Regions from separate parts of the Cricetulus griseus genome. Here region 2 is linked to region 1. A link is a contact called in public Micro-C data. All regions are on one chromosome and are shown on one strand. Each heading gives the region's core, a stretch centred on a gene start, on an enhancer-like site or on the middle of the called end of the contact. The rest is flanking DNA. Distances are from core to core; before and after follow the strand shown.

The links. A called contact is a pair of places that touch in the nucleus more often than the background predicts.
Region 2: a Micro-C map of the CHO-K1 cell line shows a contact between it and region 1, with 3 times the contacts expected there. The contact joins two enhancer-like sites. A contact is called at or near these places in 5 of 8 Hi-C or Micro-C datasets (the CHL-YN cell line, the CHO-K1 cell line, fibroblasts and 1 more).

What each region holds. Positions count from the first base shown.
Region 1 is chr5:456,888-462,088 of CriGri-PICRH-1.0, reverse strand. No RefSeq gene overlaps it. Among named protein-coding and RNA genes, the nearest start is that of Cd34, 96 kb to the right of the region's middle. Within about 2 kb of position 1,663, at least 2 of the 6 cell types and tissues checked have open chromatin away from gene starts, as enhancers often do. A contact at or near this core is called in the CHO-K1 cell line, where this site is marked.
Region 2 is chr5:513,196-518,755 of CriGri-PICRH-1.0, reverse strand. It overlaps Plxna2 (plexin-A2), which reads left to right. Exons shown (of 32, transcript XM_027416566.2): 10 at 1,041-1,241; 11 at 3,523-3,619. Among named protein-coding and RNA genes, the nearest start is that of Plxna2, 150 kb to the left of the region's middle. Within about 2 kb of position 4,170, at least 2 of the 6 cell types and tissues checked have open chromatin away from gene starts, as enhancers often do. A contact at or near this core is called in the CHO-K1 cell line, where this site is marked.

The DNA of each region.
Region 1 (5,201 bases), core at 414-2,913:
TGCTCATTCATTTGGAAAAGGTTCATAAGTAGTAATCATCTGCCAGGCCCTTAGAGGTTCTGGAAATGAGGGTGACCAAGATCAAGAAGGTCCTTCTCCCAGCAAATGCATTTTCTCCAAGCTGCTAGTTCTGCCACCTTCACCAGAAGAAATCACCAGGTGCATAGGAAATGAGGTGCCAGGAAGCAAGAAGGCTGATCCACACAGACACCTTACCTCATCCTGGAAGCAGGCCACCAGCAATGCTCTCATTTCTACTGCCATCAGCTCTTTAGTCTGCACAGCTTTGTTGCTTACGAACCTCTCCTTTCATTTCCACCAAAATGATTAAAAGCAATGGTGTCTGTGCAAGTGGTCTGACACAAACACAGAAGGCTGGAAACTCCTAGCCACCCAGTTCCAGGTACCGCACAACTGCCGCATCCATTATCTCATGTGCTGCCTGGTAATAAGCCTGCAGCTACTCTAAAAAGGGTTCCAACCACATCGTGTCCTGGCTAAGAGTCCTGCAGTCTGGACACAAACAGGGAAGAATTGCGACACAGCGGGCTATGAGGGTGAAGAAATGCAAAGTGGCTTCAGGGACCCAGGACATGGGGAAGGTCTTATGATGTCCCAGGAGGAGGCCTGGGAGTAGATGGTCAGGTCCTCCTGATCCTTGTCTCCGGAATGTTCTTGGAGAAGACTGTGGCGTCGTATTCATAACTCCACATCTCTTTTTCTTTTATCTTTTCTGCTCATTCCCTACAGTGAAGATTTAGCATCTGAGGCCCAATGATGCTTATAATGAAGGGTAAAGTTTCTGTTGGCACTTTCTAACTAGTCCAGGGAATGTCCTGAGAGATGATCAAGGCCTGTCGGACAGGCCTCAATACAATAAGCAAACTAGACATTCTCCTGCCTTGCACAGACTCAAAACTCACTCTCCTCCCCATACCATCTCTCCAGACTGAGCTGCCTCCTCCCTGCCTCTGTGCTGCCTGCACCATAGGGCCCCAATGGAGGAAGTGAGAAGCTTCTTCTAGAACTCAGTCCATGTCATCACTTTGACATTCTTGGTCTCCATTTTGGCATCCAGGCATAAGGAAGTGTGGTCCCCACCAAACAGGACCAAAGTTCCTGAATGTATGGGAGAGAAAGGGACAAGCTCTTTATACAGGCACATGAGGACCCTGATCCCAGATGCCTCTCCTCATCCCCTCCTCCTACTCAAATCCCTCCCCGTGACACACTGGAATCTGTATTATATCTATTTTTAAGAAAGTACAATGCTGATTGTCTGATTTTGTTGTTTTTACAGGTGTTAAGAAATAATAATAAAATGAAGTATTTAAAATGTTCCAATAAAGCGGGGTTTTGTTATCTAATATATTATCATGTACCTATTGTAAATATGAAACTCCTATTTTGCAAGCCAAGGACACAATTTGTACTGTTGTTATATATAAATAAAGATTACTGGATATAAAAAATCTGCTTAACTCTTCAAATACAGTTCTTTAGGCCTGTAGGTACAGAACAACCTTGGGAGTGTATAAGAAGCAGATACTCAGAAAGAGCAACTGAGTTATTTTGATAAGAAAATGCCATAGAGTCAGAGCTTATCCATCTTCACCATACACTTGCACGCACCATCTGCACCAGTCATACCAGTGGGTAAACACTGCCCCCTAGCCCCAGAACCTCAAAACACAGCTTGCTCCAGGGAAGCTGGGCAGCCAAGGACTTCAGGGGTTGAGGCTCTTTTCCAGAGTGAGTTCTGAAAACAGACTCCCTAAGACCAGCCCTCCCTAAAAGAACACTCACTCGTGGGTTAAGTGCTAGGGTGAAATGAGGATGGCAGAAACATGGCCCTTGCTCCCACTGCTCTTGGGATGATCCTGAAAGACTTTTGGGACTTTCAGCTAGGCATTGAAAGGTAGTGACTTCATTTCTGCTTCAGAAATTAAAAGTGGAAGATACTAGACGGTGAGTGTTGTAAGACCCAGTCCAGGGAAGGAATATGAAGACAGCCCTTGACTGGGGGTGTGGAACAGAGAAGACAGAGCACAGAAGCAGGAGAACTTCTAGTTCCGTAATCACGTTAAGGGGAAGAAATCTTTGGACTCCATCTAAACTGAGGGTGATAAGCCCCCTCCCTTCTACTCTTATTTTCCTGTTTTTATCCTGCAATCTAATGGTGTTTGAAATTTTCCCCCTCTTATTGGTGAGACACATTAAATGAGAACAACTCAAGAACCTGCCCCAACCAAGAGCACATAGAAGTTTCTAGTCCTTCTTTTTAGATAACAGGACCAGTAAGATTTTCAGGTGAGCTGAGTATCCCTGACTTCTACCTTCAGTCTAGTACAGACAGCCAATACATACAAAGGAACCTGGTACTCATGAAACAGGAGTTTGGAAACAAGAGCATATTTGTATATAGATATTCTTACACAATTATATGTGCACATATGCAGTGTATGCTAGAGTTGTAGAAAAGTTATACAGTCAAATAAAGAAAAGGAGACAGGATTTGATCATGCATCCCAGTCAGGCCCAGAACTCATGATTCTTTTACCTAGAATACCTGAGAAGGTACTAAGTTACAGAATGACTGTTGTCATAGAGAATGCTGTTAGTCACTGCTGAATCATCCACCTTTGAACTTGCTGATGAAATGCTTCTCAGTATTTAGCCCAATTAAGTAAAAATTTTTCCTTTCTTGTCAAAAAAAAAAGAATTCCTGAGTATTTGGATTGCAAGTTCAAATAAATAATTTTTGAGATTTTCAACCCAGTTCTCAGCAGCCCCTAATATTTTAGTATATTTGTATCCAGGGCCTGGATGGAAATAATGCACTGTGTTCAATAGCACAGCTTGTCTTAGGAGCATATCCCCATCTTGCTAACATTAAGTCATCTTCTGCTCCTCACTGGGATGCAAATCCAGAGCAAGGTTTCTCTGCTCCATCATGGCTATGAAGATGCGGCTACTTCTCCACAACAGCAATAGGGTGGCCCCGGTAAGCTTCGCTTCTGTTACTGCCTAATCACAGCCTGGCTCTGCATCTCAATGACCAGAACTCACTTTCAGCTGTGGTGTTAGTTTTCTCAGAGTGATTTTAATATGTCCAAAACTGGTGGCAGCTCATCCAGTTGCCCTTAAAGGAGCTTCTTGAGGACAGTTTCACACTCAAGGCTGCCAGGCATAAGGCAGGTCCTATAAAGAGACATCCTACCAGCAAGTTTTAATCATTCATTTTCAGCAGCAAAGGGGTGTTTACAATAAAGACTATGGAATGCTCACCACAGAACTAGCAACTTCTTCCTTAATATTTAACAATACTTCACAGTGTTGACTCCACCTTCAGTGCCCCGAAACCACACAGATACTCCTCATCTGTCTCAAAAGCATCTCAAAACATGAAAAATGCCAAGTAAACAAACAAGCAAAAACAAACAGCTAAGGTCAGAACTGAGGTGCCTCAATCCCTAGCCCAGGCTCTATCTTCTTCAAAGGAAGGTTCCAAGAGCAACTATTTGTACTCTTCTATTTCCCATGTCCCCCAAACCCAAATCTCCTCTTAAATCAGATTGCCTTCCATGACATTACAGCTTTATGAGTTCTGTAGAAGACAGATAAGAACATAGACAACCAAAATACCAAAAACTCTTCAGAGAAAATTCAGTAGGAGAGAATGGCAATTCCTAGGCTGAATTCATTTCCTGAAGCCAGTTTCCTTCAAATGTCCAGTTTAATGACTACTTAAATTACATCTGCAATTTCCTGAGTACTTCACTTGCTTATCAAGTTTGTAAATCTGTGCATCAACAATTCTAGATTACTAGGGGAGCACCTCTCTGAGCCATAACAATATACAATGGATTTTAAAAATAATAAGAAAGTTTGCCTCAAATTCATCTATTCTTTTAACAGATTTGGTCATTTTTAAAAACTGTATTATTAAAAAAAATAAGTGAGACCTGTGAGATGACTCAGCAGGTTAAAAAAAAAAAAAGCACTTGCCACATTGCCACACAAGCCTCTATCTTCTGGCCTCCATGTGTGTATCTTGGCACACACATGTATTTACACACATCATACACATACACACTGGCAGCAACAGAAATAAATAATAATAAAGTAATTTAAGAGGAAATAGTCTATCTCCCCTCCCCATGACCACCAGATCTTTTGTTTTTGGTCTGCTCATGCCCACTCAGTGCAACTCTCAATATGACTTTCGATTAAGCTATGGATTGTTACATTTTTTGGATGCCATGTACAGTCCATTAAAAGTCTGAATGAGGAGAATTGCATTAATAAAGCTCTCTGAATACACAGTAACTTCAGAATGTAGAAAAGAAAGGTTCAGTGTAACCAATTCACAGTGATTACATGAGCAGTAATGTGACACCGTGCACAAAATTTGTTGACCAAAATGACAGTAAATTTAGATTATAATCAGTAGTATCCAGGAACTGAGTATTTTTTTAAAAAAAATTCTGGCTTATTTTTGTCATCTTAGCCACTGCCTTGGACAGAAGTAACCAACTCCACAGGATTCTTTATTACACAATGTGTTTTCAACTTCCTTATTCCAACCAGGCCTTTACTTCTGTTTTCCACCCTACCACACATTCACGTGCTCTCCCAACACGTGCTCTGCTGTGGAACTCAGCAGGACGGACACTGGTCCAGTAGTCAGAAAGAGGAAGAGATGGACAGCAGCATTTCCACCCCAGTAAGGATTATTGACTTCACTTGTCTGGGTGGTGAAATGACCTGGGCTCTGGTTCAGATGAACAGTCTCAAATATTTAAACCTGACTCACCAGATTCAACACCAGGGACAGCCAGAGTGGTCAGATTCCTCAAAGCTCAACGAGCCCGAACCTTCACTTGAAGTAATAAAGCTACAGTCAGATGAGTACTTGGAGGAGGGACGTGCCCACAGCTCTAACCACATGTAGCACAGATGTTTGCATTTCAAATAGTGGGGTTGAGGAATGGACTCTGCCGTGTAGGCACTAGGTAGTATTTTGTACATCTCCTACTCCCTCTAAGGAAATATTCTGTTACTAAATGCAATCAGCATTAACTCAAATATCGACAGTGGAAATCAGAGGTCATATGCATAATATCCTATAGCAGGCCTAGTACCAAGCAAGCACTTAGGAAAACAGAGGTCTTTAGTTCCTAATTATTACCCTACATCAC
Region 2 (5,560 bases), core at 2,921-5,420, 54 kb before region 1:
GACCAGCTCTGTAGATCTTCAATAGAGATCACAATTGCTCAACGGCCTGTGTTACATAAGGCTCCTAACCGGGGTAGCTTCTGCCATCTGGAGTCCTCTTGGAGACTGTCCATACCTTGCAGAAAGTCCAGCAGTTTTGGTATTCAGGCAGCCAATATCAGCAGTACCCTCTGCAGGCCTTGTAGCCACATGAGTCCCAACATGTTCCCAAAGTCCCTCTAGGAACCAATGTTCAGAGGACAGGGAAGGTGGAGCCTCCTTCAAGATCTCCCTAGCTGATCCATGGATATTAGATTTGTTTCCATTTGATGAGTTTCCACATTCCCCCTGTAGGGGGCAGAGAAGGCAATAAGACTCAGGTCTTTTCCTGCAGAAAGGAAGAAGTCAACAATCTGTGGTATTGGACCTCTGTCTCCAGACACAAGGAGGAACACTGATCTCTCCTCCTCTCTCTCTTGTATCCTTCTCATGGCCCCTCCCTACTACACTTCCCTTTGGGGTTTTGTTTTCCAAAGCAGCATAGCATTCACACATGGTAATGAAATAAGATAAAGAGCCAGAGCAAAGATTTAGAGCATATCTGGGGGGCTGGGGTGGGGTAGTTGATCCCCTCCTGGAAAGCCTGGCTCAGCTGGAACTGAGAAGCTGAAGCTGTAGATAAGGGCTGCCTCAGGCTTCAGACAATGTAAAGGGCCAAGGGGCCAGGGAACCAGATAAAACCAGAGGTGGGGTGCCTGAGCTAGGGGCATGAACCCATGGAGGCTCTTTCATTTAGTCTCCAGAGATAAAACGCACAGTTTGCCATACTAAATTGTAATACACACCCCCAAAATTAGAATGGCTTGTGGAATGGTGTTGACAATATCAAAGCCCAGTAGGAAGAGATTTCATCCCTTACTGACTCAACATCTCTTAAATAGGGTGCAGCTCTTCTCATTGGCAACCCACCTGGAAACAGGGAGGTCCTGACTGGCATTAGGTTCTGTCCAGGTCTGGGCTCAACCCTGAGAACTAATGAAGCTCTCTGCTTGCTCACTTAGGACTGTCCCCAGCTTGTGCCCACGGAGGAGATTCTGATCCCCGTTGGAGAAGTAAAACCAATCACCCTCAAGGCCCGGAACCTTCCCCAGCCCCAGTCTGGCCAGCGGGGCTATGAGTGTGTGCTTAACATCCAGGGGGCTGTCCACCGAGTCCCTGCTCTGCGCTTCAACAGTTCCAGTGTGCAGTGTCAAAACAGCTCGGTAAGCAGCTCACACATATGCCAAGACCTTAGATCACGTAGGATCACAGGCAGCACCCACATTACCAGGGAGAGAGAAACCTGTAAACACCCTGAGCCAGTGAGTCATGTTCTTGGAGGAAAGAACCTTAATGGCAGAAATTTGGAGGTTCCTTCTGAAGTTAAAGAACACATTTTGCCATTGGTGAAGCTACTACCAAAAGGATTCAACCCCACCCAATACCCTATCCCCCATGCAATATTCACATATTGCAGGCATCATGAGGATGAGGATGGACAGAAATGGGTGGGAGGAGAGGAAGAAGATGCAGCATTTCAGGAGCCACAAGGGTTAAACCTGCCCAGAATGGTGGACAGAACGCAGGAGGTGTTTAATTATAATTCCAGCCCAGAGAAGATCTTTTTATCTGCCAACTCCCTGTCTCTGACTGTGGGGGGTCAGCTCATAGATGAGGGACATGACAAAGGTGTTGAGGGAAGCTAATTCGCCTGGGAGAGATAAAGAGAATCTGGGCCTCTTATCAGGGAGCTGTCAGATTCTGGGGTCACAAGCGTTTGATAGAATTTGTAATCGGTGCCAAGTGTGCAGGAAGCTAGACTGAGAAAGAGAGCACAACAAAGGAAGAAGGCAATGGAAGGCTGGGCAGGACAGCAATGGTGACTTGCCCTCCAGAGCTAAGTGACCATAGCTGAAAATGGGCAGCCATAAAGAGGGACTGCCCAGGAGACTTAAGAGGGTGCAGTGGGGACTGGGCCATCCAAGAGGTTGTGAAAGTCTTCCATGAGGTCAGAAGAACAAAAGACTCAGCCACTCTAGGGATTTTTTTTTCTGGTGTGCTTTAAAAATACCCAGGGAGATGTGAATACTTTATTAAACACTAATCCAAGTAAAAGCTATCTGCAGAGGGAGAGGAGGAAGCTGGGGACACAGAACAAGTCATCAGAGTGCCTGCCACCACCCAAGCTTAAGGACCTGAATTTGGATCCCCTATACCCATATTAAAAAAAAAAAAACATGCTGGTCACAAACACTTACAACTATAATCCCAGTGCTGGCGCTGGAGCCCATTGGGCAGACAGTCTAGCCAAATCTATGAACTCCAGCCCAATCTCAGAAAATGGGAGAATGATTAAAGAAGATACCTGGCCTCCATATGCATAGTGCTCATACACCCACTTGTGCACACAAACACATAAAAAATTCACCAGATACACCCGAGAGACCAACCAGCCATACCACAACTTTGCCACATGCTCTGTCATAGGCTCTGGGTGTGAGAGAACAGTAGAACATTAACTTTGAGTCCCCAGAAGTGGACTCTGGAGAGAACAAATGCACCGGCGAAATAATGCTTGTAGTTCCTGGAAAGTGCCAGACTAAAGACAGAAAATGGTAATATCAAGAACCCAAGACTGGGGCTGGGGGGACCAGAAGGAACATAAGAAAGGGCACAGGGAGATGAATGAGAACTAGACTGAATGAACAAGGGTAAGCTGAAAGGTTGGCTATAACACAATTAGTAGAAACCCAGAGATTGATACTGGGGTTCAAGATTAAAGTTGAAGATAAGAAAAGCAAAGCAGCCGGCCACTAGCTCTTACCTCTACCTCAGACTGAAAGGGCTGTCCTCTCCACATGAGGCCCTTTGCTTTTTCCTTTCCTCCCTAGTGCTGAGATTAAAGTCATGTGATCCCAAGTGCTGAGATCACCTTTGTGTGGTAGGGCTAGATCTATTTCATGTAGCTCAGTGTAGCCTTGAACTAACAGATTCATCTGCTTGTCTCTTGAGTCCTGAGATGAAAGGTGTGTGCCACCACTGCCTAGTTCTATGGCTAGCTAGTATGGCTGCTGGGATTAAAAAGTGTGTGTCACCATTGTCTGGCTCTATAGCTTGTGGATAGCTTTGCTTTCTGTACCCTCAGGCAAGCTTTAATAAATCATAAGTGATATATCACCACAGGTGGCAGTTGTAGGGAGAGAGCAACATTCCTTTTGAGATACAGTGTCAACCAGTACACAGAGAGGGCCTTCAGCAAGTGTGTTTAGAGCTGATGGATTCAGCAAGAGAAGGGGTGGAGACAGAAACCTGAGCTTCTTCAGATTTCAGAAAGTACCAAAGGCTATGTCAGAGGCTTAGGCTAGCTCCTGGTGGCCTTACTGACTACAAGTCAGGGGCAAGGTGTCATAGGGTCCGTTTGGGCAACATAAGTAGTTGCTTTGCCCTCTGGCTTCCTATAACAAAGAGCCATGAGAGATATGTGCTCTTGCGCTCTCCTTGCAGTACCAGTATGATGGGATGGACATCAGCAACCTAGCAGTGGACTTTGCTGTGGTGTGGAATGGCAACTTCATCATTGACAACCCTCAGGACCTGAAAGGTAAGCAGCTGCTTCCGGGTGCAAGTTTGATCTTTGCATGACCTTGGAAAAGGCTGGGGTTGAAGAGATCAGAGCAGGCTGCTGCTGTGCCTTGAATAGCACACTGCCTCTGCCAGCAGAGCTCTTCAGAGGCTCCTAAAGCAACATTTGAAGCCATCAAAGGAGTCCTGTTGGGAGCCTTGTTTTATTATAGCCAGAGCATCCGCCAGGCGGCTGCCCGTTCTTCTGCACTGTTCTCTGGCTCCCAGTAGCTTTGAAGTGTCTGTGGAACCTGACCTAGGAGAACAGCAGGCAGAGCGTCCTGCCAACTTCCCTAGAAATGGAGATATTGCTTTCATGCAGGCTCTCCTTCCCCTGTTCTCATCCCTGATCACTGTTACAGCACAAAGAAGGCTTGTAAGTCTGAACTCTAGTCCTGAGACTAGATAGGTATCCCTGTGCTAATGTGGGCTCACATCTGGAGCAAAGAAGCTCAGTAAGGGGGGCTGGGTTAGGACAAGAGGGAAACTCTGTGGCTCCTACCCTGTAAGCTCTCAGTACACTCATCCAGAAAGCAGGTCCTGGCAGGCTTACCCTCAGGGCAGCCCTTCAGAATGACCCACCTCCTGAACATGAGTCATAAGGCATTCATTAGGCAATTCACTTGAATTGTTTTTATTACTTACCTCAGTAACTTTAAATGTATGCTATTATCATTCCCATCCTATAGATGGTGAAACTGAGTCATATCGTAAGGGCTAAGACCGTCTGATTTCAGAGAAGGCATGCAAGTTAGTGCACGCCAAGATGAGGACCTGTTGCCATTGTTGCTGGGCTCTGGGAGGGATTTGAAGCCCTTCCCCCATCCTGAGCCCTATATACTAATATGCTTCAAGTAAATGGAATTGTCATAGCCCCTGCTGCAACCCCTGGGCAGCCTACATGGCAAGACAGACTTCCGTACTGGTAGTTGTGTTTGCTTAATCCTAGACTAGATCTTTTTAACCACTAGAAAAGATACTTTCCTTGCCAAGTTAGATCAGCTAGATCCCAGAGGTTGCACTCAGAACCTGGGGGGAAAGGTCCAGACTGGTACATCAGACTCTCCTGACATCTACACAGCTGTGTAGGTACACAAGCAGCCTCCTCATGCCTTCACACATGTGTCTACTAGATCCTTAGTGTCAGAGAAAGCTGTGTTTAAGTACTCAGGTTCCCAAACTCAGCACACCAGATTCCACTGCTGGTGCTTCTACTTGAACCATGTTAGTTTAGACTACATCCTAGTGTCTTCACACAAGCCCTAGAGGAAAGAAAGCCGACTGCTTAAGGTCTTGCTAAGGATTTGCGGAGCTCATGGCTAAAAACTACATGATCCAGACTTATAAGGGCCTCACAAGTATTTGCACAATTTCAGATTCCCTTTGCCTGTCCTGTACCTTTAGGGCCACAGGAACCGGTACTAGGGACTAAAGGTGCTGAATGGTCTATGAAGCTGGGACAGGGAAATTGGATGGAACAGAGGTGTCAGGGGGTGCTGTGGAAGAATGAAAAATGTCTCTTCCCTGGGGCATGCACCTAACCTCCAGTAGAGGCACACAGACAGGCCATGAAAGCTTAGGACAACTTGGCTGGAAAAGATGAAAAGTGACTTTCTCAGCCATTGCTCAGTATTCATCATGGAATTCTTTCTAGGAACCCTCAGAATACCCACATCCAATGGCATAGTATTTACACCTAACTACAAATCTCTAAATCATCTCTAGGTGACTTACAATGTATAATTGAATATGTGGGGAAGAGAGTTGTGCATGCTAGTTATTAAATAATGATAACAAATATCAGTCTATTCATATACAGATGTATCTACTTTTAGAAGCTGAATCCATGAGCTGATTACATGCATCTAGAGAATACACTTGGCTCTCTGAATTCCCAGTACTAACAAGAAAGGACCAAACC